2 separate regions of the Mus musculus genome follow, and region 2 is linked to region 1. A link is a contact called in public ChIA-PET data. All regions are on one chromosome and are shown on one strand. Each heading gives the region's core, a stretch centred on a gene start, on an enhancer-like site or on the middle of the called end of the contact. The rest is flanking DNA. Distances are from core to core; before and after follow the strand shown. Region 1 has its middle 18 kb from the start of Ehf. Region 2 has its middle 9.2 kb from the start of Elf5.

The links. ChIA-PET counts read pairs in DNA pulled down with a chosen protein or histone mark.
Region 2: an SMC1A ChIA-PET map of the G1E-ER4 cell line shows a contact between it and region 1, with 16 read pairs. The contact joins two enhancer-like sites. A contact is called at or near these places in 2 of 39 promoter capture datasets (pre-B cells and stem cell-derived epiblast-like cells), 1 of 15 datasets of contacts at CTCF or cohesin (the G1E-ER4 cell line), 2 of 115 datasets of contacts at active chromatin or transcription factors (embryonic stem cells and intestinal crypt epithelium) and 1 of 9 other capture datasets (adipose tissue).

The regions. Positions count from the first base shown.
Region 1 is chr2:103,317,845-103,324,943 of GRCm38.p6, reverse strand. No RefSeq gene overlaps it. Among named protein-coding and RNA genes, the nearest start is that of Ehf, 18 kb to the right of the region's middle. Within about 2 kb of position 3,158, at least 13 of the 459 cell types and tissues checked have an H3K27ac peak or open chromatin away from gene starts, as enhancers often do. A contact at or near this core is called in the G1E-ER4 cell line, where this site is marked.
Region 2 is chr2:103,411,328-103,418,426 of GRCm38.p6, reverse strand. It overlaps a transcript of Elf5 not described here. Among named protein-coding and RNA genes, the nearest start is that of Elf5, 9.2 kb to the left of the region's middle. Within about 2 kb of position 2,871, at least 2 of the 459 cell types and tissues checked have an H3K27ac peak or open chromatin away from gene starts, as enhancers often do. A contact at or near this core is called in the G1E-ER4 cell line, where this site is marked.

The DNA of each region.
Region 1 (7,099 bases), core at 1,909-4,408:
CTGTCCTGTTTCAGGTCACGTTGCTGCTGACTCCCGGAGTTGGAATCCCATCTAAGTTCCCCCCTGACCTCAAAACAACAGAACGGGCTCTTTCAACTGTCTCTTTCCCATGGCCAGTGTCCAAATGCTCTCACGGGAGTGGTTTGCTTTCAGTCGGAGGCTTGAATTCTGGGGAAATCAAAATCCCAGACTTCCATCCAGGTGCTGACAGCTGTTCATGCCTTGCTATGAATGAGAGCCACTGGAAGGAAGATGCTGAGTGACAAGGAAAACTGAGAGGGCGCTGAGAGTATAGAGACAAGTTCCCTCAGCCACAGAGGAGGAGCCAACCTGTAATATCTGGATCGCAGCACAGCTCATGCCCCTGCCAGGGTTTCCCACAACATCTTACCAATCTCATACCCTCAAGGGGCTTTTAATTTATGTCTCTGGGAACTCACTGATAAGTGTCCCCCACCTCCTTGCTGATGCTATCAGCTGGACCCAGTACAGATGCTTCAATTTTTAAGTTACTGCCTGCCTTTTCAGAATATTGTAGATAACCCCCACCCCCACCCCCAAAACTTTTACAAGTGGAAGAAAAAGTACTCAATGATTGCCAGCTGGAAGCTCCCATGGTGGGAGGCAAAGGAAGCTGGCACAGCCTGAAAGTGCCCTCCTCTCCTCCTTCCCAGCAGCTGCCGCAAAGCGCCTTGTGCTATGCTGACCATGATCAAAGCCATTTTGGTCTTATGGTTTGTTAGAAGGTAGAAGTGTTTTTGAGTGCCCACTATGTGGCAAATGAGACTGGAAAAAGTACTTAATGTGTGGGAACTTATTCAAACCAGCCAGTAACCTTGAGTAGCAGGTTTAAGGAATGGGCTCTAGCTGACGTGGCAGGAAAGCACAAGTGTTGGTTATTGACTTCATACACACTGACTCCCAAGAGAGCTTTGCACTGCTCAGGCAGTGCTCTAGGACCAGCATCATGTGTATAACATAAAAGTTTGGTCTAAAGCAGCATCCCAGGCTCCAGCTCCCAACTTCCTTCAATGTGCATCTTTTCACAAGATTTCCAGATGACGGGTGTACACTTTGCAATTTGAGAAGCGCCACTCTTCTTACACAGCCCAACTGTATTTCTAAACTATTGTATTCTACCAACTAGTTAAACAGTGACCAGCCATAGACATTGGGTCAGACAACAGGTGTAGGTCAAGGGATGGACCTCTTTATGGGAACTTTTGACTCTGTGTTTTACAAGGGAATATGGAAGTTGGGGCCAGGTGGTAAGAATCAGGACATTTGGATTTGAACCCTGGCCATGCTACTCAGTGGCTGAGCCACCAGTTATTCCTTAATTCTGGTTTCTCATCTGTGGAACCAACTGGGTGAGCCAGCATGTACCCAGCACACAGTGTATTTCATAAACACAGGACAGGCATCCAGTAGGATCTCAGCAAGGATCAGCTGGAAAAGGAAACCAAAAATTAGTGATCTACCCAGTTGTCCTCCACCAGGAGACAGCCCCTGCCCTCAGATGAAGAAAAGGATGTGCTAGAATGGCAAGACCACAGTATCTTCTATGTCAGAGAAATGTAGGGTCTTCCGACACCCCTTTATCATGATGGCCTAGACTGTCTCTATAAAACTTCCAGATCTCCCTAGCTTATTTTATTTGGTGAGCAGTTGCTACACACCATGGGTAACTCAGAAAATTGGCAGAATCTCCAGGGCAGCTAGATGTCAGAGCGTGGGGAGTGAGACATGATCCAAGCTCACCTCTCTAGTGTGGGAACCTCGAATGTTGAAGGGAAGAAGGTAAATACAATCTAGAGATCCTGGATCGTGTTCTCACCCTCCCCCTACTCTCTCGCCTCTTACCTCTTGTCTGTAAACTTCCTTGAGTCATCCTTAGTTACCAAAGTGTACCCAATCCCACCTTAGTCACAGACATTGTTTCCTTTGCTTATGCCAAGTCAGTCACCATACTATAGGTACTACACGTTTGATACATTCTACTATGGAATCCCTCAAAATTCCTGATGATGTACACATTATACTATTATTATCCCATTTTATAGCTGGGGCAACTGATCCACAGAGTAGGGAAGTGACTTGCCTGAAGTCACTCAACCATTTCCTTCTGATGGTGAGCAAGGGTCTGTACCCAGATTCATTCAGTTCCAGAGTGCATGTAGACAGCCACTAGACCTTACAGCTGTGGCTTGTAACTTGGTTCACACAGTAAGCCTATTGATATGGTGTCTCCAACTAAGATCATTGGCTTCTTCATTCCAGTAAGCAAAACATCATGTCCCCCAAAGAAGGACAGAATGCAGCTTTCCAGACCCTACCTTAAGGTGGCTTTTTCTGGTGGTCTGTGGCAGCAAGGCATTTTGGTGAGGTTCTCAGGTGTTTTAGAACCTTTATGGGCTGTCACCCTGTGAGCAACTGGGCTCCATGGAATGGCCTCTTTGGTTTTTTATGAAGAACAGGTTGCTGGCTTCTGGGAAAGCAGGGTCATTAAATTTGAGGGAGCTTCTTGCAGGTAACCTTTGCCCCTTGTGATTGAGATAAGGATGTGAGTTTGTAGTCTGAGGTCAGGCTTCAAGGCTTAGCTCCAGAGCTTCTCTTCTGGAGAATTGAGCTCGGTGGTGATTGGGGGATGGGTAGAGTGCTGAAGATTATTGACAATTAAAACATTAACCATTAAGCCTATGGACTGTCTCATTCTGGCTCTTAAGTAATGTGTGTGTTTCTAAACATATTTCCAAGTATGTAGATACATGCCTTCATGTATAGAGGCCAGAAATGATGTATGTGTTTGTGTCCATGTTATCATGTATGTAGATACATGCCTACATGTGCAGAAATGATGTTATGTTTCTTCTCCTATTTTTCCCCACCTTATTTTTCGAGACAGGTCTCTTATCGAACCCAGAAGTTATCAATTAGCTAGAGTAGACCAGCAAGCTCCAAGGATCTGTCTATCTCTGCCTCGCTAGCACTGAGATCACACTGAGAGCACAAACAGACATGCCCTGATATTTGTGTGGGTCCTGGGGATCTGAAGTCAAGTTTTCATGCTTACATGGCTAAGCATATTACCCACTGAGCTATCTCCCCAGGCCCCAGGTTCTTAAAAGCCCAAGATAAGGTGACTTTAGTATATCTAAGTCTTCAGACATAGATGTAGAATTGTTCTTGGCAACTCCCAGTATGACAGTAACGCCCCGTTCAAGTTCCCCAAACCTCCTTTTGTTTATTTGGTACATTTACCACCTACTTGATTAGCCTCTTAGATCTTCCTTTAAAATGAGTCACTCACTAAAGAAAGAGTTCTGGTGTTCTCCAGCATAGCATGGCGACTACAGTTCATGACACTCTATTTTACATTGCATAAAGAGTTTGAAGAGTTAATAAAAGCCACCAAGCTAAGAATCGGCAAGTGTTAAAGGAGATGGAGAAGCTCACTCCTCTGATTTGATCGTTACTCACTGTATACAGGTATCAAGCACTACCCCACACCCCACAAATATGTACCATTTACTGTATTTCAGTGAAAAGGAATATTCATGCATTTATAAAGCAATCATATCACTACCAGTAATAGAAAACAAACAGCAGTAGCTGTATACACACACACACACACACACACACACACACACACACACACACTTTGTGTGTGTGTGTACATAAATACCTATGCTAAAATCCAGCATGGGAATGAAATTCTCATATTGGAACTCCAGTTCTTTCTATGAATGTGAGATGTCTGTCCACAAATGGAGAGACTTCCTTTGAAGTGGGTAAAGAATGAAAGAGATCAGAGGAGGTGCACTTTTCTCTGTGATTAACTGGGTAAATCCAGGTCCCTAGGTAATCTAAAGCCATGCCATTTCAGGTGACCATTAAATACTACAGCATTAGAACGCCAACTTCATGAGGGCAGGGCTGCTGTGGTTTCCCTCTTGACGATCTGTTCATTCACTTGCTATTGTCCCAGACCCTGGGTCAGTGCTTGGAATGTATTACGTCTTCCATATCTAGTGAAGACATTGTTCACCGGTGCATGGCCCAATTTTTCCATCCCTTATCTTCTTTCCACACTGAAAAAACTGAATATAAGTCAGGAAGAGTATTCAATTGGCCACCAGACACCATGTTTGCTTTATCATAGCTCAACCACTCAGGTCTGAGAATGCTGGGACACTGATCAGTCCTGTATCAGTCTTGGCTTCTTCCAGTTCTTCAATGAACGTATGACTGTTGATGTGGGGATCAAATGATATTGTGAGTGGGTAAATATTTAGAAAGCAGAAAGCCTTCTGCACAGGGAAAAGTTGAGTTGTTTATAAATGGCAGAGATGTCTGATTGTAACTCACTAATGTGTGGCCCCCAGCTGCTGTGTGTGAGCTCCTTCAAAGCCTGGCTGTCCTCATTGTCTTTGCCTTCTAATAGAGAACCTATTGTTCAAGAGGAAAGCTCTCACTGAACAAGCTCACTGATACTATTGAGATGAGCTCCTGCATCCTACTGAGTGTTGGAAAGGGTGACCTATGAGGCTGATGCCATCTTCCCTGTGTTTATTTTTAGTAGAACCATTATTATACCGCTACTAATATTACTAATAATATTGTTCTTACTAATAATGCAGGGAAACTCCCACTTGTCTGTGACTGGGCCAGTTTTGCCTGGAGGGAGAGGCATGGATTCAATGACCTTCTGATCTTCCTCTTAGCCCTTTGGTTCTATTATGACCTTGTAAACCCGAGGGTGTTCTGTTTCTACCCTTAAGGAGTTATGGTTAGAATTAGCCAAAAATATCACCCAGTTCACCTCCCAGTGGTCACCGCCTTTCATGATGCGCCTGTTATTCAAGGCTTACGATTTTCTAGGATATGACAGTGAAGTGCTAGCAATGAAAATGAAGGTAGCAGGATTTATGTGTGACATGCAACAAGCTGGTGAGGCTGTCATTGTCTGATATGTGTCATCTACAGAGGAGGTGGCATCCAGATCATGCCTCATTCATTAAGTACATGTTTACAGATTCTTAGGATGCACCAGCCACTCTGCTGGTCCATCCCAAGAGAGTCACAAATAAGACATTGTAATGAAAGGCTCTAAGAGCTTAAGAGAGGAAAAGTCAAGGAGAGAGAATGCAAGAAGCCTGTGTCTGTGTGTGTGTGTGTGTGTGTGTGTGTGTGTGTGTGTACTGATTTGTGATAAGATAGTTAATCAGGAAAGGTGCCCAGAGGAAGCTGTGTTTGGGCTGTGATCTAAAGGATGAATAGCTAGAAGAATGAGTAACAAAGATTAATGAACATATTCTGGGCATATGCAGAGTATACTACAATAGTTTAGGGGAGAGTAGCATGCCCGTTTGTGGGAGTGTGATATTTTGAGATGTAGATTTAGGTTTCAACCAGTTTGCTGGCTTCCAACGCTTATATGTCTCAGAATCTCCAAAGTGATAAGTCTGAAATGATATTTATGATGATGAGTTGACTAATGGATGGCCACTACTAGGTTCCTTTAGAGTACAGCACTAACAATGGAAAAACACGGGGGCTGTCGAGATGGCTCAGTGAATAAATGTGATTGCTGCTATGCCTGGTGTTTTGAGTTGGATCCCTGGGACCCAACTGATGGAAGGAGAGAACTGACTCCTGCAAGTTATCCTCTGACCTACACACATATACAGAGGCATGGACACACAGCCCTCTATACAAGCAAGCAAGCAAGCAAGCAAACAAGCAAAGAAACAAGTAAACATTTAAGGGCAGTATATAAGGAAAAAAAAAAAAAACAGGGCTGCTGAGATGGCTCAGTGGGTAAGAGCACCCAACTGCTCTTCCGAAGGTCTGGAGTTCAAATCCCAGCAACCACATGGTGGCTCACAACCATCCGTAACGAGATCAGACTCCCTCTTCTGGAGTGTCCGAGCTACAGTGTACTTACATATAATAAATAAATAAATCTTAAAAAAAGAAAAGAAAAAAACAACTAGCCCCGTGGTTAGAGAGTTGTAGTTCAGTCCTGATCTGCACCTGTGAGGATGAGACAGGGTCTGGAAATTGAGCTAATCAACAATGATCAGTGATTTAGTCAGTCATGCTGAGCTCAGTGATGTTTCCAGAAAAACCCAGCAAGATCTGAGCCCTGGGTTTCCCGGAAGATGAACAAGAAGGCATCCACATGCTGAAGACGGTGGTCCTGAGTTCCATGGGAACGGAAGCCTATGCGCTGGAGACTCTTCTAGACCTTTCCCTCTGCAGCTCTTCATCTGGCTATCAACCTGCATCACTGAAATATCTATTACAACAAACTGGTAAATGTGTCTCCTTGAGGTATGTAAGTTGCTCCAGAAAACTAATTACAACTCAAGCAGCAGGTATTTGGGAACCCCAATGTACCCCTGTCTGAAGCACATATCCTGGAACTTATAATCCACAGAAGTTTTGTGGAACTAGGTACTTAACCCGTGAGGTCTGACACTATCTCTGTGTGACCAGAAGACACACAGCCAATGTCTTTTGTTGTGGGGGAAATCCCACAGGAATTTCATCACCAAAGTAATCTGTGTTACGAGAATTTTGTAGAGCAAACTGAATCTATCCTATTAGTATCCAGGCACTAAAAGGAGGCACTATGCCAGGTGAGAAATACTTAAAGATTGGAGATGTGGCTAGATGCCAAAGTTCCTCTGCATTATACCATAGAGACTAGTTTTCATTCCAAGAGGCAAGGAAGCCACTGGTGAGTGAACAAGAAGATCCACATTCTAAGAAGAACTCTAAGCTTTCCTGTGTTTCCACCTGGTGCTCTGAGTATATCTCCCTTAAGGGGCTCTAGGCAGGCATTCATATGACCTACCAAGACAAGAGTGGCATTGCTACCACCATATTGGAGTTTAGGGCCAGCTCACAGAGAGCCTAGAACAGGATGCCATTAAATAGCCAGTGCTAAGTTAACAGAGGGAAGGAGGCACATGTTGGGGTCTTGCTTTCCTGGTTCGCTGATGGCTTCCACCTTTAATTAAGAGTTACGACGTCAAGCCTCTGTGTCTTCTCAACCCTTCCTCTCCTCCCTTCCCCACCATGTCCTTCACTT
Region 2 (7,099 bases), core at 1,622-4,121, 94 kb before region 1:
GGGTACTGGTATTGGTGGCCCTGCTAGTGTGTGGGCCTCTCTCTCCATGCATGGCCAATGAGCTCAGTTGATCTGGAAAGCATCCTAACAAAGGTTACCAACAGATAATCACATTCATTAAAGATTCATCTTCCCACAGGGACTCCTACATTGTCTCCCTGCAAGAGACACTGGTCTCCCTGCAAGAACTTTGAGCCTGTTCCTTCCCTGGTCAAGGGGTAAGGACCACACATGCAATCTGGTGATGTGTGTGATCAGAGTGGCTTCTAGATTCTATATTTTACTCTCTACTCCTGCAGTCATCATGCAGAGGTGTGTCTGTGGTCAAGAGAAGAGGAAGGGTCTAGTGGGAGAAATTAGTAATTGGATCTGTGTAGATCTATCTTTATCAAATAGCTAAATTTTGGTAAGATGCTACTGAGAAGAAAATGGTATCAGACTAGCTGTCCACCAACCAATGATTAGATAATGAAAAGTTATATAGATGGAATTTTATTTAGCTGTAAAGAAAATCTGAATTACAAAATTTGCATGAAAGTGGAAAATATTATATTGAGGTAACCCAGGGTCAGAAAGACAAATAGTGTGTGTATATTTCTTCTCATATGTGGATCTTAGCTTTTAATGAAAAGATTTTAATTTACTTATTAATTTTATGTACATGGATTATTTCATCTGCATGTATGTCCATGTGTCACGTGTATGCCTTCCTTGTGCCCTCAGAGGTTAGAAGGAGTGTTGGAATTCCTGGACCTGGAGTTACAGATGGTTGAGCCCCAGTGTGGGTGCTGGGTATTGACCCTGGGTCCTTTAGAAAAGTATCCAGTGTTAATTGCTAAGCCATCTCGTCAGCCCCTTAGTTTTGAGTTTTTATATGTGCATACATACACATGAGTCAGTATAGACAGGAAACAGAAAGGGGTCCATGAGAAGGGGGGGAAAGAGGCTTTAAGGAATGAGGTGGGAGCGGTAATTGATAGAAAAGTGGACAGTGCACGCTGGAAGTGGGAGAGCCTGGGGGTAGGGTGGGGACGGGAACCAGGGAAATGCGGACAGGAACAGAGCCCGGGCTGGAACAACCGAATATGAGTAAGAATGAAAAGACCAAGAGGAAATCTGCTAAATCTTGCATGCTAATTAAAAAGAAAAAAAAAAAACAAACTGAAGAGAGATGTTACTGAGTAAGTGTTTTATCATGCCTATCAATTTAAATAATCACTGTGGAGTTGGCCACTAAGTTAAAGATGCAGCCTATCTGGATTTCAGAATCATCAGTGTCTGAATTTGGTAGTTATATAATTTTAAAACTTAGAAGAATATAATAAATGAGCATACGTTATTCATAAAAAGTGAGTATAAAAATGAGCCTAGTTAAGGCTTCAGTGAAAAATGAGTCGATAAACGCTTTGGGGGACAGTTGAGGGCGCTGCATCATCCCACAGATAATTTTGACCTGGGGGTTGTCGGATGTGAGAGAAGGGTGCGGAGGCTCAGTGGGATTTGATATTCCGACTGGACAATGAAGAGCTGTGATGACCTGCTAAAAATGGATTGTTATTATGCCTCGGGCTTAACCATCGTAGGAGTGGGGATTGTTATTATACATATTTTATGGAGGAGGAATCTGAGGTTCACTGAGCTTCTACGATTTGTGTAAAGTCATCGGCTAAGCAGCTGAGCCTGAATTTCCTCCACAAGATCCCTTAGCCCAGAGCCCAGGCCACTGACCACTGACCCTGTGCTCAGTCTGGGGATTAACAGGGGATCTTGTTTACACCAGCCCAAGTTGGAAGTAACAAGGTGAGAGAAAGGGTGTGGCTAACTCTACTACTTCCGAGTCACAGAGGGCTGGCACAGGAAGTACTGGGTGAGTTTTTCAATCCAGCATCTCTGTGAACAAAAAGGTAGATCTTGCCAGTTCGAGAAGACTTCAGTACTGAAAAACCTCAGATTTCATCAGTCTTTAGGGGAAAACACGTGCGAGGCCGCAAGCTGACAGTGGGTCACAGTGTCCCACAATGCTGGCTTCTGGTCTTACTCCCAAGGGTTTTTTGCGCATCAACTGGTGCTCATTATGGACATTTTTTTTTTAAATTTAATTGTTTCTTTTACCAATTTTGAAATAATATTTTTTCACCAACCTCTTATTTTTTCCCACTATTGTATGTATTTGCCATTAAAATGTTCAAAGGTCTTGTCATGATGTCACAAGCCAAACCAGCACTCAGGAGGCTGAGGCCAGCCTGGGCTACATAGTGAGGCCCTGTTTCTAATAAATGAATAAATAACTAAAGTTCAAAGATATGGATTGTTCCCTGAAATTTCCTAAAGGTTGGTTCTGTTTAGGGGTAGAGTGGGAGCACCGACTTGTGCAAGGAAGCAGGCGTCATTATGTTGCTTTATAAAGCTATCCTGAAGTTTTCTGGCATCTTCTTATCACAGAGTTTGCCATTATGTCCTAAGTGGAGTCTGAGGGTTCCTGCTACTGATAAACCTGGAGGGCCCTTACCTTTGAAAGGCCGACTGGTCCCACCAGGCAAGTTCCCCTCAACATGGACACATTTGTATTTTAAACTCATAAACATAGGGAGATCTTGTATGGGGTGTGACTGGCCCCAGGTAAGAGGTCCAGGGTCCACACCTTTGGATATTATCTCTGAGAAACTAGAGTCCAAGTAAAGCCCACAGAATCCCACATGTCGCTGTCACTTGCATCCCTCTCTATGAACCATGTTTTAATCCTTCTCAAGGAAGCTAAAGCAAATGGGTAGGCTTTGTCTCCATTTTGAATGACAGCTATCCCTCTGGCTTGTGGGAACCAGTGAGATAGGGGCTGGCCTGATCATTCTCTGGAGGTGTGGCTGATAGACAGGCAGGCGTGGCCTTGCTAAGAGTAGAAGCCAGATGGAGAGGCACTTGAGGAAAATCTAGGAATAGAAAGACCTTTGAGGCTTTGAGGCTAAGAGTTCAGATGTCAATGTTACCAACTTGGCAACTGAATTTTTGGATCTCTTTGAACTTCAGTTTCCTCATCTGCAAAGAAATTATCATTTCATGGGGGTTTGAAGACAACTGAAGGAAATGGGGGCTGGAGAGATGGCTTAGCAATTAAAAGCACTGGCTGCTCTTGCAGAGGGTACAGGTCCCAGCACCCACATAATGGCTCACAACTGTCTGTTAACTCCAGATCCAGAGGTTCTGATGTCTTCTTCTGACCTCCATGGCACAAGGCACACATGTGGTACACTTACATACATGCATGCAAAAAAGACTCATATAGATAAATCTAAGAATTATAATAGAATGAACTATTGTAGTATAGGAAGCACTGAGCCCAGCACCTGACACATACTAAATGGTCAATAGACTATTATTGTAATAAGGATATTAATCAGCCTCTATAGCATCAGACTTACTAATCACCATGATAAATACAGTTTTGGCTGTCCACTAGATCAGTTGGAACAGCACAGATATATACATTTTCAACGTGGGTAGACATTCTCCTGCCCATGTGGTCGTGGTTAAGAGAAGGTGATCACATTTGGTCAGTGGTCCTTATTTAACTTAGCTAGAGCAGGAATTTTATAAAATATTTGTTTCTCCACCTACCCTTCTTTTCCCCCTTCTGGTTGCCAGTGTGCCCTTTTGGGAAAACAGAAAGTCCATTAATCACCATAGATCACTATAGAGTATCTAAAAGATTTGCCATTTGGCCACACCAATCCCAGCTGTCGCTACTTACATCTTTCTGACAGTCCCATGGGTGGGACTTCTGCAAGCTCACCTTTCTACACCTGCCCATGGGAGATGGAAGCCACCTGTCTCTACAGGAAATAGTCATTTGGCTTTTCTGGTTCTCCGGCTGTGTCCACTCCAGGTTGCAGCTGCACTTTGGGCAATGTGCAAGCCAGAGGGCAGATTTTGCACAAGGACCTCTGAGTTGGGTGGGGGGCTAATTAAAGTCAAGCATTCTAGCCAAATTGAGTGTTGAGTTGTATAATTGGCCAGGAGCTATAGGTCATGTGTTGAGAAAGCTGGTCCAGGTGCCCAGTGTTTTGAATGGACAGGGAAGGAAGGTCAAAGGTGACTGGGCTTGCTCTGTTTATATGCCAGAATCTCTGGGCAGTTGCTTAGCCCTTGGCCTCGCTGTTGGCAGAACCTAGTCTTGGAGTGTTACCCATCCCATTTAGTACTACTGAGGCTTAACCAAGTTAGAGGCAGGCTGGTAGGCTTATTGAGATATCTTTAGGAACTGTGCCCACAAAGTTCACATCTCAGAACAGAGTGGGGTTGACTTTAGGTCCGGTCAATCCCTGGTCAGGAGGTGCTCAGGAGGAGCTCTGCCCTTCTGGGATCCTTCACAACTGGCAAACAGGCTTAAGATGATTGATACTTAATAAGCCAAGAAAGGTCTGGAGATAAGATCTGAAAAACTGACAGTTTGTGGCCAAAGAGGTCACCTGTAGGTGTAATTTTCAAATTGGGAGCCCTGTAACTCCAGCTACATACTAATATGGACATCTATTTTTGGGGGGTGGGGTAGGGGGAGGGAAAAAGTATCATGACCAATAGCAAAGTGTAATGAGAAAGCAGGCACGAGCTCACGAGCAGCTGCACTGGCCTGAGCACACACATACCTTAGTGTTGCCTCACACTCTGATTCCTCTCACCTAGACCCACAAGCACCTAGATAGATTTCCAGCCACACTCTCTCCTGTATCTGTCGCTCCCAATACCTCGCATCCTCCACACATATGCAACCATTCCGGCATAGACTCCTCCCTCTCGAAACACCCACATTACTCACAGCAGCCATCAGATAAACGCAGTCCCCTTAGGAAGCTGATTAATAAAACTATTTTATCTGTAATTACACTTGAGTGATAATAATGTCCTCAGAGCCTGCATGGTTAGATTGGTTCAGATGGTCACATCCAGATTAGAGCTGAACTCCCTTTGAACTCTGGCCTCACTGCTGGCTCTCTCTAGCTCAGAGATTATAAATGACTCTAGGTGGATTCACTCCACAGAACCAAGAGGGCAAGTAGATTTCCAGCCTTCCTATTATTTCCAGAGCTGTGCAGTTAAGACCCCAGAAAAGATCACAGCCCCCACCAAAAGGTGGCGCAATCAAGTTACTTCCTCCAGCCCACCTCCTTAGCCAGTGACAGGCTCAGTTATTCCTCGGAGGAAGCTGCCTCACACGTTGATTTGAAGATTGACATTTGAAAATAAACAGTTTAATGTCTGGGTCTTGGGATCTTGGGGACAGACTCTGGTGAGCCATAATTAACTCTTTCAAGTCTCCTTGGTGTCCTCTGAACAGTAAAGTATCTAATTCTTTATGATGTAATGCTGAATGGAAGCAGTGGGGAGGCCTTTTGGGCTAATTACATGTTGGAACGAGGTTAACGACATGCCAGAGATTCTTCCCATGGCTCCTTTGACAGTGACAGGTCACTTGGTAGCACGCTAGGGCCGAAGACAGCCACCGATTTTAAACGAGGCTGGTGTCCTCTCATTGAATCCATCCCCTGTCCTTCCAGTTTCCAGGAATAAAGAGGTCTTGGATTTAAAATGACCTACAATAGCAAGGGTTTGAATCGGCACCCTTTAGGTCCCAGCTCTATCACGTGCATCTTACAGCATTGACTTAGCCACGGAAGGAAACAGAAGGTCACTCTAAGTGGATGCTCTGGGGCCAAGCAGGAGGCACACATGTGCTAAGAAAGAAACCCATAGACACGGAATCACAGGGAAAAGCCATCTGTATGGGAATGGGAGCTGCTACCTGCCCATGGTGGAGCGTAGCACTAGAATCCCATTCTGCCCAAGATGAGCTGCATTCCGCATTTCAACACCACACAAGTCACAACAGAGATTCTTTTTACATTCCTCCATTTCTGAACCACTCAACAGAGCTGTCTCCAAGGGACTCTAGCCTAGTTGCAAATGTGTCCTGTACTGTACATCTTTGCTAACCCCATGATGGGTTCCCATCCTATTGAGGTCAGTCGAAATGAATCCCACTGTTAGGCTGGAGGGAGAAAAGTTAATCAGAAAAGACCACCATACACACTCTCTAAGGAGGGCCCAAGCCTTTAGGGGTGGCCATAAGCTGATGAACTCAGTTGAATGTGTGAGAGCCTCTGAGTTTCCTTAGCAGTTGCTGGGGGGAACCCTTCTTTTCCTCCCTAGGGAAGGAATGGGACAAATTTGGCTGTGTTCACAGAGTGACAGTCCCTCAAGGTCCCCTCTTCTCTCAGCACATTCACACATACACAGGCAGCACTTACCTCAGTTCATTTGTCCCGCCAGGTTGAACTGGACTCAGGTGATCTGATGTCATGTCCCTGCCCTGTGAAGGCCCTGGCTGGATGGGCATGGGCCCCTCCTCCTCAGGGAGATGGCCACTGCATGACTGCTTCCAGGCAGGTGGCACCTCCTCTGGGTAGCCCGGCCCTAAGCAGCCTCCCAGGTGTAGCAGGGTCCTGGAATGGCAGCCTCCAGCTGGCTCCCGCACCTCCACAATGGCCAGCTATCAGCCAGAGGGTTAGGCAAGACTCTGACTCTCACTGGAGCTTCATAAGACAGGGAGAGACAGAGAGACAGAGCACCCTAGACAGACGCCTGCTCCCTGGTGCACGTTGCTATGGCCTGAGCGTGCTACCTGTGACAGGCCTATGGACTCCTAGGGAGGTGAGGCTCCGCGTCCCAAGGAGCACAGGAGAAATGTGTCAGACAGAGCTTGTCAGCACCTCAGCACCCTGCCAAATAGTAATTATCCAGCCTCGTGCCACTGAGAGAGGGAGGGCAATATTTTCATCCCCATTTTTATAGAGGGGTTAGTGGAGGCTTAGGGAGGTCAGACAACCACTTTAGCCAGACAGTCAGGGCTAAACTTGGCCCCGAGGGAGGCTGACTCATAGGTTACCACAGGAGCTTGGGTGAAGCCAGGCCTTTGGGGATGGCCATAGGCAGGCTTACTCCATGGCAGCTGGGACATAAGCAGTTGTGGAGGTCTGCTTGCCTTCGGGATGCTCCACACAGCTCTCTTTCTCAGTCGGCTTTGCCCCTTCCATAGCTTTATTTAACT